3 separate regions of the Mus musculus genome follow, and all the other regions are linked to region 1. A link is a contact called in public ChIA-PET and Hi-C data. All regions are on one chromosome and are shown on one strand. Each heading gives the region's core, a stretch centred on a gene start, on an enhancer-like site or on the middle of the called end of the contact. The rest is flanking DNA. Distances are from core to core; before and after follow the strand shown.

Region 1 (4,241 bases), core at 1,238-3,737:
GGCTAACTGAAAACATGAAGATCAAAGAAAAGGATGAGTCATGCTTCTTGAGGTAAAAGAGTGTCTGACAGAATCTGTTGTCTCTGAAGACATGAAAATAAAGAAACAGGAACCATATGATGCCTTTCTTATTCTACTCTAAGAAAGCAATGGAAGGCATGATGAAACAATCTCTACAGAAACATAAATGTCAAAATGTGAGCATTTTTGCCTTTATTTCAGTCTAAAAATAAATAAATAAAATGTCAAAGAGTCCTGTTTTCAGTTGAACTTCTCTGTACAGATATGACAATGTACTGAGTACTGAAAAATCTGTTCACAGAATATGACTGAATATTTTCTATGCAATGGTGTTAAGCAAATTGCCAAAGTTCATTTACTATAAGATCCTGGTTCATATTTTAGTATCTCTGAAAAAAATGGATAAAGTCTAAAATGAACAATATGTTCAATTTACAGCATGGTTTTCTTCACTCCACTTTAAATGATGGGACAATCTGTAACAGTGCCTTCGATTTGATGAAGCATCCGTTCAAATAAAGAAAGTGCTCCGTGAGCTTTCCCAATGCAGTCTAAACCCCAAACCTCTGTTTAGAGTCCCTGGGGCCTTCTAGATGTCTTAACACTGGAGGGCTAACTAAAAAGACACTAAGGAATTCTTCCAAGAAGATCTCCTGCTGGGGACACGGGTGGCAAGCTCTGTCAGGGGATGTTGGGAGACACAATGAGCTGAAGTATCTTGCTTCGCCTTTCAGTCTGCCTCATTGATTCACTCACCAAGCTCTAGAGAGTCTCGGTCCCTTCATACTGGACTAGAGATTGTCCCTATGCTGGAAACCGGAATGAGATCCTTTTTTTTTTTCCCAAAAATGTTCAGAATATTCCAAATGTATCCGAGTTTTGGTTGTAAAGAGGTATCTTACACCTTTCAAAGAACTAGAAACTTTAAGACTCATATAAGGGAGATGAATTTTGCAAAATGTTTAGTTAGCACCCCTACAACATAAGTTCTTCATTGAATGAGTTAACAATCTTAAGGGAACAAAGCAGACTCTTAGTAGTGTGAAATAGCAGAAGTACACTGGTTTATATTTTTAATTTTTCTTTATTTATTTGAAGGAGTGGGAAATGCACTCAGAACCTCTTACACACTAGGCAAGTACTCTACCACCGTGTTATATCCCCAGACTCAATAATATATTGTTTTTCAAATGGTGAACATATATGTGCATATATTTGTATATGTTACATATGTATAAAATATTTCGATGCATTGGTGAAGCTTAGAAAGTTTATCATATCTATTACTTCTGCAAGAAAATTACTGGAGTTTGCTATTATCTTTCTAAATTTAGTCACAATAAACATGTACTTTATCATATATTATTATATAATTACAAGAAAAGAGCAATAGGGTTTTCCTTTTTAAACAATTAAATAATGAGTATTATAAACCACAGCTGCGGTCTTTAAGGATGCGGTTGCTTCACTGTCTCTTCCTAAGAAGTTACAGGTACCATCCAGTGAGACCAGAGCCCAACCACAAAGTGTGAGACCACAGGAGTCCACAAGCTGATGCAGGACGACCTTCCCTTGTGTCTGTGTTGACGAGAGATGGGGACCTATGCAAGCTGCCTGCTCCAGCCAGGCCACACTTTTGTTCTAAATGCTGGAGTCGAAGAGTCTGTTACTTGAGTGTTGCTTAGGCTTCCACCTTAAAACAGAAGCCCGATTTGGTAAGGCCCTGTTCTCTGGTGTAAGTGCGTTTGTTCCAAGTTTAAAATACTGATAAGCACTGGGTGAATATAACTGAAATGTCCTTCTTTGTCTGGCTAGCAGCATGACTCTAGAATATTGTGCTTCTCTTACCACATATGGGTGTTAAATTACATTTCTGCTTGGTATATTATTCAAACATAAAAGTAGATAGTTTGTTTCCTTAAATCATGTTTTCAGGAATTGTTGAAATACACCTCCGTGCTTTCTTATCTTAGGTGTATATAATCTCACTAGGTTTGCAGAGAAGGCAGACAGCCTTAGGGTCTCAACTGGTATTTAAAGAGATATGCTCACTTTCAGTCCTGGCCAATAATATGACATTATTGTTTAGAAAGAGATAAAGGGTTATGCCTTATAAATTTAGTATACTCTTCCTGTCATCAAATAACAGCTAAAATAATTCTATTGATAAATACCAGAGCCCATATTAAACTTGGCTTATATCTAGATTGCTCCATTTTTTTTTTTCCCAGTGAAGAGCCCAGAAAAACACACCAACCTCTGCATTTCAGGGACATTAGCAACCAATATGCAGTTAGTTGTTGCTCTTCACAAATTGCTCAGAAAACATCTCAGTAGGGGAACCAAAAGGACTCAAGGGGAATTTATTGGCTATTTGTGAAACTGATAACAAAACCTCTCTAAGCCTCCCTGGTAAGTAAAGATAATCCCCGCTTCCATCCTGGTATCAACTGTTAAATAGGATGACGCAGTTAGGAAACAGTTTGTAAGCCCACGCTGGTGTTATCGTTATTGTTCAAACATCAACACTGAGCATATTAAAGCAGGCCGCATTAAGTCCAGCGCTTTAGATGTGGAAGAGAGGGCTGCAGAGGAAACAGGCTGCATACCATTAACACACTGGTGTTCCCAAACAACTCTGCTTGCCTCCTGCGTGTGCTTGTACCACTCCTGCTCTTTCAAGGTAAAGGGCTTGTTCTGCCTCACTGGGAAGGAACTGCTCCCCGTTAGCGGAGGAGGTACCAGATAAAGCTGATGCCTGCCAATCGAGCCTCCGTAAACAGGATTAATAAGAGAAAAGATGTTGGCAGTTTTCTGAGGGCGTCCAGGGAGGCTTTTTTTTTTTTTCAACCAGACATTTATGTGGGCAGCGAACTATGATTTAAACAACTAACGAGAGTTATCAATGTGCCACCAAAACAAGGGCTGGCCTGACGAGACACGCATCAAGCGCTCCTGTCTCTAAGCACACACCAAACTCCCATTAGCTCAGCAAGTAAGGGACTCAAAGGCCCTGAGCTATGATACTCTCCGGGGCTCAAAAGCTCTGGCCTGCTTTCAGAAAGCTGGGATTCTACTACTTCTGTCAACAGAAACAGCAAAGGGATTTTCACGAGCGGTTGGAGTGAAAAAGAAATGAGACCAAATATTGAGAAACTGGTGGGCATTCACTGAAAAGCAACGAGCACGATTTATAAGGCCGAAGGGACTGCCTTCCAGAGGCAGATGAAAGAAGAGAGTCTCTCAGCATGTCCACCAGGGGCTAACCATCCAGGACTGGCTCGTAGGCCACGGCCAAGAGTACTTGAAGGGCATAAACAGCGTGGATGGAGGGAAGTTATTTAGTGTGGTCCGAGGGGACAGAGAAGGAGTGATGGAAATGAAACTCAACATGGAGACGATTAAGGTGGCAGAGCAGGTCACACGCTGTAATGGAGGGTCTATTATTGACTGTGCAGCGCTTGTCCCCTGGGGAGCCAGAATCCCTTTCTCTTGTACTATTTGCAATTGGAAAATGCACTAAAAAGTAGCCAGGCGTTCTGGGGAGGGCAAAACCACCATGTGCCCTCAGAGAACCACTGAGATGGTTTAATAGGCCTTTCCTATCTCAAATTTCTGTGCCGGACCTAGTGTACACAGGGCCCCGAGTTCCCACCACCCGAGCTGCGTCTTTGTTATTTATTATAAAGAGCCAGTGAAGAAATCATCACAGGAAACAATACCTGTGCTACAAAGAGGGAGAGGCCTACAGAGTCCCGATGCTTTCATGCGACTGACTAGGATTCCTTTCACATTGTGCCATAAGCATAAAGAAACATGTCTACCAACTGAGACCTGGGACAGCATGCTCCTATTGACCCCACTCTAAGGCAAAGGACAAGAGGCGTTATCACATTTGGATGTTGGCTTTGAAAATAAAAACAATCAAATAGATGGCTTTCTAATCTAGGAGAAAGACTTACAGTCTATCTTTTCCAAATTTCTTAGCCATGAAAAACAGTGAAGAAGCTATTACCGTGTAGAAACTCGGGCACTAAGGTGTTGAAGGCATGTATCCAACAGACAATTCTGTTTACAGCTGCAGCTGAAAAGAGCAACTGACACATCCTAAAACCTGTGGTGGCACAGGCACACACGTGGGATGATGGCTGCAACTGAAAGATGGAACTTGGAACCGTAAAGACAAGCACTAGCATCATCGTGATTGCAAGAAGGCACAC
Region 2 (4,241 bases), core at 647-3,146, 210 kb after region 1:
CTGGGAGAATAAGAACTTTCATTACCTAATGAAGTTAAATGAAAAAGCCTCTAACATTTGCCTTGGAACTTAAAGGTCAAGAGTAAAAATAGAGATCACTATGATAAATTAAATATATTTGAGTTTTTCTGGTTATAACTATACAAGGTCAAGAACAAATTACTTTTTAAATCCATGAATACTTTTTAAAGATCTGTGCATTTGTTCTGTAAGGACAGGAGTTAAAACAGGAAGCACATTATGAAAACCTATTTAGTTTTGCTGTCACAATTAAAGCCTTTGGCTCCACACAGAATGAAAGTTACTTACTATTTCCCATTCTGTGGAATGTACATTTTCATTGTACACAGCTAAGCCTTCATTAAAAAAAAAAGAAAGGAAGAAAGAAAGAAAGAAAGAAAGAGAAAAACAGAGATGGGAAAAAAACCTTTTAAAAGTCCTAAATAAAAATAAAATAGGCTTACTGAAATATATGTGCATGCTTTAATTCCCAGAATCAGGAATATAATAGGAAAGAGTCTTTAAGACGACTGATAAAATCTAATTTCATACTTAAGCTCCAAGAAAGGGGGAAACTAAGATATGCACTTCAATATCAAATACTTAAAGATGAAATCCAAACTACTATGAATTACTAAATTAGTTTTAATTTAAAAGAAGCTTAGAGTTATTGTGTCCTACTTTAAGTGCCTGCATATACTGAAGAACGAAATGGGTTCAGCCGTACTGTCATACAATTCTTTTTGTCTCTGTGATAGTTTACTTGCCCAATTTCATTCTCACTCCTCTAAAATTATACTCAATATCTGGTCAACAATATTACTGGAGCAAGAACAATAATCTACATTACTTCTTTTCATTTTATATTCTATTTTTGCTTTAACATAATAAGCTAATGCATGCCTTTGTCTTGGTATTGGATAGAATTATCTGCCAACCCTGCAAAACCCTTTCCTAATTTAAAATAACTACAAGGTTGCACATTACACTAGTAAATTTGTAATCAACTTAAAGATAATGTGTTAAAAGCACAATTAAATGTGTCATAACAGAAGAAGGCCTTGGTAATTACAAACAGTGCCTTGCTTGCTAGCTTTTTAAACAGTAGCTCAAGACTGTGAAAAATCGCCACCCAGTGATGCAAAGGGAAACTGCAATTTGTTTTTGTGTAGATGGAGTACCTGGAGGATTACTTCAACTTCATTACTGAATGAGCTCTAGCCTTCTGCTGTGAATTCTGGGTACACAAGGGAAAGCATGTTTTTCTACTAACCCCACCCCTCACTTTATGCTTAGTCTACATGCTCTACAATCTAAAGAGAGCAAAAGCTTCAGAAGTCCTAGTAAAGAAAAAAGCTTTCCATAAACATGAACTAATTTAGTTGTACGTGACTACTCTAAATACTCCTGTTATCAAGTAAAGTGCCTTGGCTGTCCTGGACCTGAAATTTCAAGTGACCATTAAATAGAAGTACTAGCCGAAAGGAGAAGGTATTCTCAGGTGGAAAAGGAAAGGAAAGGGGCACCATTTTCAGATTTAACAGTGTAACTGACTGTGGCCTCTTTAGAAACTGGTCATAGAGGCTCTAAGGAGATACTGTAACCAATTCTAAACAGTCCATACTGGCAGGGGATTGTTTCTCAGTCATAGACTTTCTCACTGAGAAGCCAGAGGATAAGAAAACAAAACCAATCATTTTTTGCTCCTATAATGTTTCTGGTTCAGATACTAATTTAAAAATCTTAGGTGAATATCTATTGGCCGTTTTTAGTGAAAGTTTACCTGCAGGTTCACTGATCCCCAGTAGGTGGCACTGCTTGGGGAAGTTATGGAAGTTATGGACCTGGAGCTTTGCTGGAGGGAGTCTTGCCGGGCCAGCTTCACAGCTTCAGCCGTCTTCCAGTTCTCTCTCCTTGCTTCCTGCTCTGATCCCTCAGCCTCCTGACCTGGCCTCAGGATACCGTACCTTCCTTCCCTGCTGTTATGGACATCTAGTCCTCTGGAAATATGAGCCCAAATAAACTCTCTCTTACAAGTTGCTTTTGGCTGTAGTATTTTCTCACAGCAGAAAAGTAACTAGTACATATTCCAAAATATGTGAATATGGTACCCTGTTAACAATAAAACTATGAAAAAATATACCACTGAACTTATCTTTTCAAAGTATTTTCATATGGTATGCCCTGAGATTAAAGTAAATATTACATAAAGAGACTGCTATAGAGTGACATGACAAAACAGGTAGTTTACCACAATAAAAAAAATTTTAAAGTTTGTCTTTATAAATTTTAATGGTAATACAATAATTCCTAGTAATGGTTAGAATTTTTATCAGTTAAGTCGATTAAGTCTGTGAATGCTAATGATATTTTACTACAAAAACAATACTACTATGAGCCTTCAACTTCCAGGAGGTTAGTTCTATATAATAATTTAAAAATATTTTAGTTATTTAAAATATCGGAGAATAAACAGTGAGGTAGCCAAATTAGGATCCAAACTTAATAAACAGTGATAAAATGCCAAATTCTCCTTTATTTAAAAGAAAGTACATTCATGTTTAAAAGGTAAAGTACACAATTTAATGTTCTCAGGGGTTTTTTTTGTTGTTGTTGTTGTTTCTGTTTTTTGGCTTTTTCTTTTTTTAAAATATTTTTATTAGGTATTTTCCTCATTTACATTTCCAATGCTATCCCAAAAGTCCCCCATACCCCCCCACTCCCCTACCCACCCACTTCCACTTTTTGGCCCTGGCGTTCCCCTGTACTGGGGCATACAAAGATTGCAAGTCCAATGGGCCTCTCTTTCCAGGCCATCTTTTGATATATATGCAGCTAGAGTCAAGAGCTCCGGGGTACTGGTTAGTTCATAATGTTGTTCCACCTATAGGGTTGCAGATCCCTTTAGCTCCTTGGATACTTTCTCTAGCTCCTCCACTGGGGGCCCTGTGATCCATCCAATAGCTGACTGTGAGCATCCACTTCTGTGTTTGCTAGGCCCCGGCATAGTCTCACAAGAGACAGCTATATCAGGGTCCTTTTAGCAAAATCTTGCTAGTGTATGCAATGGTGTCAGCGTTTGGAGGCTGATTATGGGATGGATCCCTGGATATGGCAGTCTCTAGATGGTCCATCCTTTTGTCTCAGCTCCAAACTTTGTAACTCCTTCCATGGGTGTTTTGTTCCCAATTCTAAGAAGGGGCAAAGTGTCTACATTTTGGTCTTCACTCCTCTTGAGTTTCATGTGTTTCACAAATTGTATCTTATATCTTGGGTATCCTAAGTTTCTGGGCTAATATCCACTTATCAGTGAGTACATATCATGTGAGTTCTTTTGTGATTGGGTTACCTCATTCAGGACAATGCCCTCCAGGTCCAACCATTTGCCTAGGAATTTCATAAATCCATTTTTTTTAATAGCTAAGTAGTACTCCGTTGTGTAAATGTACCACATTTTCTGTATCCATTCCTCTGTTGAGGGGCATCTGGGTTCTTTCCAGCTTCTGGCTATTATAAATAAGGCTGCTATGTATGGCTTTTTCTTTTTGCCTTAAACTATTGAGAAGGCTGGGCTGGTTCCACAACAGGCTTCAAATTGGCAGTCAAGGAGACTATGCCTAAGAACGTGGCAAGTCCAGGAAAGCCCAGGCAAGTCAGTTACTAGAAAAAAAGAACCCAGGCTTCAGGCAGCTAGTCAGAAACTGCCCAGCTACCAGAAGCTGCCCACCACCTGACCTGAGGCAAGGACAGTGGGTCAGCAGCAGTTTCCAGACTTCCCCAGCAGCAGTTTCCAGCCCCCACTCAGTTCTGGAATGTCCCTAGAGATGGAGCAAGATAAAGGTCACCTACTCCAGAATTTCCCTAATGTGCTTTAAATCCCTCACTTTGTGGTCTCCATCTTGGATTGAGAGACCCCAGCATGGTAGATTTCTGCAGGATAAATTACTCTTTGCCTTTATATACTATTTGAGTCTGGGATATCATTCTTCATTGAATCCTGGACCCTTGCACCATCACTAACGGCTTAGGTTAAAACTGAGGACACAGTGAAAACACTGAAACCCTTTCTTCCAGCTCGCTGACATGTGTGGGATTTTATTATTATTTACAGTCGCCATATTGTCAACAGTGCGTCACAACTTCATATGCTTCTTCTTCTATATCAACTAAACAAACAGCTTGAAAAATGAAATGCTGACAGTGTAGTATTTCAGAACTGCAACAGTACAGATGCTAAAAAG
Region 3 (4,241 bases), core at 1,278-3,777, 140 kb after region 1:
GCATGCGACAATCCCTTTCTCATACAAGACAATAATCTCCTGATTTAATAAACAGGTTTCCTGTGAAAACAACATCCTGTCTGCTAGAGTGATTGTACCTTTAACCATGCTGTCACCCAGCCCTCCATATGTCACCTACTAACAAATAACTTTTCCAGACTCTCATTTACAAAGTGTTTCTTTCCTGAAATGGTGGCTGTATATGCTTAGGCAAAGATGGTTCTTGTTAACTATGGGTCACTAATGATGGCAGTTGTAACTGAGACTTGGGAATAAGACAATGCAACAGATAGTTAAGGAATACATATAGTTTGGTCATAGTTTGTAGGAAGTTGGCTATGTAATTCTCAGAAAATCTTTAAAAACTGCCAAAGCTACACACAGAACACACATATATACTTTGTATTGGCCATATTTTTCTGTGGGTGTTTTTCAGGCTTCTTTGTGGTTCTTCTCCACTTTCCTGTTACTCTCTCTAGGGCTAGACTTTCTTACTCATCTCTAGGGGATCTTAGCCAAAACTGTAACTCAGAATATACCAACACAATTCTGACTATAAAAGCAATTGCTAAAGACAAACCTTTTCTTGGGTTACAAGGCCATCCATTCCAGCCTGCTGACTATTTACTTGGTCCACGTCTCCGTGGCAGTTAACCTTAGTGCTTTCCACAGTCCCTCCTTATCTCTCGGCAGAACTAGCCCTGCTTCTGTGCATGTTCACAATGGCAGTGAATCACCATGCACTGTGCTTTCTTTTCAGTTCATTAGCAGTCTCTCCCAAACCTGCCTCCTAGTCTCTATCACCTTCATTCGCTACCCCTATAATTGGTACCAAGTTTCAGTCTCTCTAGTCCCAGCTATATCTATTAGGCCAATTTCCTCACCCTCTTCTGATTTTATTTTGCGGCCATAAAGAACATGCTAAGTTATCATGGACATGCAACTTCCTTTATACAAATTTATTTCCATGTACCTCATCTGCTTTTCTTCATCTTCCTTTATTCTTTATGGAACAAAAGGGATATTCTACAATGAATGTCATTAGTTGCAGCCAACTTGCTAGTAGGTCAATAAGTTGCATACAAAGTCTGTACACTATAAACTATTGATTATGGAGAAGAGCCGACTAGACGAGGGGAGAAGAGAGCATAAGCTCATGGGAAGAAGTGGTGGTCCAGGGATGATATTGCAGAAAGCAAACCACACACAGGAGAACTGGGGAGATTCAACCCAGAGTACCCTTCTAATACATCTGGTGAGAATTTAGGAAATCTCTTCTAAAAGATCAGGGCGGAGGTTGTATCCATTTTCTTCACAGAGACAAAGGCTCTCACTGTTTCAGAAAGGCTATTCCACTGTTTCCTGAGGTACGGAAAAATGTAGTTTTGTAGCCAATGATAAATTTTCACTTAAATTTGCTAAACTTATTATAAGAGTACTAGGTAAACGAAACAGAAAATAAGTAAACAACTACGTAAACAGAATATAGGACCCAATCAAAATGAGTTCAAAGTCTCTTACCTTCTGAGATTGCAACCAAAAATAAAAATACATTTCTAAGAACAGCTTTATAGTAAGAGGGAAATTCATAATGAAAAAGAAGGTGTGGTGAGGGGAAGAGGCTGGTATTTATATATCTAATGGAATGTAGTGTCAAGCCATGAAAAGGCCCAGAAGTATACAGGAGTGAGAGGCGGTGGGTAGAGCCAGAGCCAGAATGCTCAGGTCTCATCACAGCCTCACTTCTTACACTGCTGCAACGCAGGGCGAGCTAGGTCTTTTCAGCACCTTCTTATAGAATATGCATAACAGCAGTGTCTACCTCAAAAGCTGCTTTGAGGATTAAAGTCATAAGGAAAAGCATTTAGCCCGAAGTATAAACTTCAGTGCTGTGAAGTGGTGCTGGCTGCTGAGGCCAGTGTGGCCTGGAGCTGCTTAGTGGGCTACAGAAGCCATGCCAGCCATGGAGGATTCCTTGAAAGATGTTCATCAAACTGTATAAAAATGCTGCTTTCAGGCATTTCCACACTTGAGACCAAAGTAAACGAGCTTAGGAATGCATAATGTTTAAGCCTATTTTAAGCTAAGAACTTAATTTCTTGGAATGCTCACATTCACAAAACATAGTAGAAATTGTCTTTGGGGCCACACCCTCATGGCATCTCCTGGGTAGAAAAATTTCAAAAGACTGGGCTTGTTTTGAGGGTCTGCCTTTCCCCAGGCTGGAGGCTACAGGAATGAGTAGGATGGAAACCTCACTGGAGAAGGTGAGGGCTTCTGCTGAGCTCACCAGTGTCACCAACATCTAGATCTGCAGCTGGACCATGGCAGGATCTTACAGTCTCAGATAAACGAGCACTGTGACTTAGCACGAACCATCCACATCTTATACAAATGACCAAAGGCACAGTTGTTGGAGAATAAAATATGGGGCTAATTTTTAGAGCAACAATACCTTTGTGTTTAAGTGAAGAACTGTGTTTAGTCCCAGTGCTAGCCAGTCACAGTATCAGGAGAAAACAAAACCAAAACCAAAAACTGGAGAACCTATTGATTTCCTAAAGAAGGCTGCATGTTCAATCAAGCCAGCACATGCAACATTCAGGATAATAATTCAACAAGAAGTAGTTATAGACATAGACATTAGAAGGCTCTGGAATTCTTTTATTACAAGGGTAACATCAAGTGCCCTCTAGACTTGTACCTGGTATACTATTTCTGAGGTGCATGAAATCTCATGGTTTTTTTTTTTTTATAAGAAAGTTTGAAATTTGAGGTAATATTAGCTTATTAATCAGACAAACTTCAATGTCAAACAATAAAATTTTTATTTCCTAATATAAACTGCTGGACTGCAGATTTAAGAAACAAATAGTATGCTACTGTGCATGCCTGGGAGAAACAGTAACTTGTGTCAATATATATTTTTAATTGATTGGATTAACGTGTATATATCCTGGGAGAAAAATGGGCAAGTAGCTTTTGCTGCTTATTTGCAGTGCTTTTCCATCCAACCCCATGTCCTAGCCCATCAGTCACGGCTACTATGTCTGGGTTCTAATGTGACTCCAACATAAAAGCATGCCCCAAAGTACCATAGACTCCAGCATTTTCATATGCATGACAGTTAGTTCCTTGACTAACAATTAGTAAGTGTAGTCCAAGGAAAAAAATCCCAAAGATACTAAATATGAAAAGAATACTCATTTCTGTGGTTTGCTGGAGGGTGTTTATTTTCAACAGTTCAGATACTTATGTGCTGAGCCAATAAGCTTGAAAGAATTCCAGGTCTTCCTTTAGCTAGAAACCCCCTTTTACTGCCCTGTCTTTTAAGAGTAAAGCTAACCTGTTATCTGTCTGGGTTGCTCTTCCGGTAAGTTACACAGATTCTACATTTTTACTGCTGGTTAGTGATCTGTCTCCTTGAGACATGGAAAGCCATGTAAAGATGGAGGCAGGGACTTTTTTTTATCCTTTTCCTTTTTGTCTGGCTCACTATACCTATATCCCTATGCCTTGATCTAATTCTTACCATAGAACTGGAGTTCAATACATATTTATTAAACACATGTATTTTACAAATTAATGTTTAGAACAAAAATGTGAGTTTCTTAAGGTCACATGAACTTATAATCCTCACTATAGGCCTAAGGTAGCACCTGACATAGAAATGGAGCTCCAGAAAGGTTTAAAGGTGCAACTGAAATAAGGGCATGTTAGTATTAAAGCAATATTAAAAAGCAGTTTCAGGGCTTTAGTATTGTTACAAAAATTATTGTACTTATTAAAATCATTTTCATAAGTACTTTAATAAGAAAATATCAGAAACATAAATTTAACCTAAATTGGAACTTTTTCTAAATTAGCAATAGTGTGGTTTAACTAAATATCATTAGTATTCAGGATCGGAACATTATACTAGGAACTAAAGAACATTTTGAGAGAAAGATCCCGAGGCCAGATGAAGACTATGGCTAGTGCAGGAAAACAGCTACATAAAGAACAAAGTGGTCAGAGGCAGAATATGAACAACAGGGAACAGAATTCAGGGTTTTAGTCAATTAAAGTATATTTGAAAAAAGATGTGTTTTTGGAACTGGGAAAGGAATACTGGGAATATGACTTCATATTTTACAGGCAAAAAGCTAATACATCAGATTTATTCATTCTTAAAAGTGACACTGAGAACTGGAGCAAGTAAGTGTCTTCAGTAGGCAGTGATGGAGGGCAAGTGTCAGGGC

Evidence for each region. ChIA-PET counts read pairs in DNA pulled down with a chosen protein or histone mark. Hi-C and Micro-C count contacts between places; a contact is called where the count stands out from the background.
Region 2: a contact with region 1 is called in an SMC1A ChIA-PET map of the G1E-ER4 cell line, with 10 read pairs. The contact joins two enhancer-like sites. A contact is called at or near these places in 1 of 15 datasets of contacts at CTCF or cohesin (the G1E-ER4 cell line), 14 of 484 Hi-C or Micro-C datasets (B cells, CD4 T cells, the G1E-ER4 cell line and 8 more), 5 of 115 datasets of contacts at active chromatin or transcription factors (bone marrow-derived macrophages, double positive thymocytes, embryonic basal ganglia and 2 more) and 4 of 9 other capture datasets (adipose tissue, embryonic stem cells, liver and 1 more).
Region 3: a contact with region 1 is called in a Hi-C map of the G1E-ER4 cell line, with 2.2 times the contacts expected there. The contact joins two enhancer-like sites. A contact is called at or near these places in 7 of 484 Hi-C or Micro-C datasets (the CH12 cell line, the G1E-ER4 cell line, cerebral cortex and 1 more), 3 of 115 datasets of contacts at active chromatin or transcription factors (the SCID.adh cell line, bone marrow-derived macrophages and double positive thymocytes) and 1 of 9 other capture datasets (embryonic stem cells).

What each region holds. Positions count from the first base shown.
Region 1 is chr6:8,485,952-8,490,192 of GRCm38.p6, reverse strand. No RefSeq gene overlaps it. Among named protein-coding and RNA genes, the nearest start is that of Gm26075, 13 kb to the left of the region's middle. Within about 2 kb of position 2,487, at least 25 of the 459 cell types and tissues checked have an H3K27ac peak or open chromatin away from gene starts, as enhancers often do. A contact at or near this core is called in the G1E-ER4 cell line and pancreatic islet, where this site is marked.
Region 2 is chr6:8,272,201-8,276,441 of GRCm38.p6, reverse strand. The region is part of intron 2 of Umad1 (UMAP1-MVP12 associated (UMA) domain containing 1); the gene reads right to left. Among named protein-coding and RNA genes, the nearest start is that of Umad1, 15 kb to the right of the region's middle. Within about 2 kb of position 1,896, at least 69 of the 459 cell types and tissues checked have an H3K27ac peak or open chromatin away from gene starts, as enhancers often do. A contact at or near this core is called in the G1E-ER4 cell line and pancreatic islet, where this site is marked.
Region 3 is chr6:8,347,542-8,351,782 of GRCm38.p6, reverse strand. All of the region lies in intron 2 of Umad1 (UMAP1-MVP12 associated (UMA) domain containing 1), which reads right to left. Among named protein-coding and RNA genes, the nearest start is that of Gm46952, 4.1 kb to the right of the region's middle. Within about 2 kb of position 2,527, at least 20 of the 459 cell types and tissues checked have an H3K27ac peak or open chromatin away from gene starts, as enhancers often do. A contact at or near this core is called in the G1E-ER4 cell line, where this site is marked.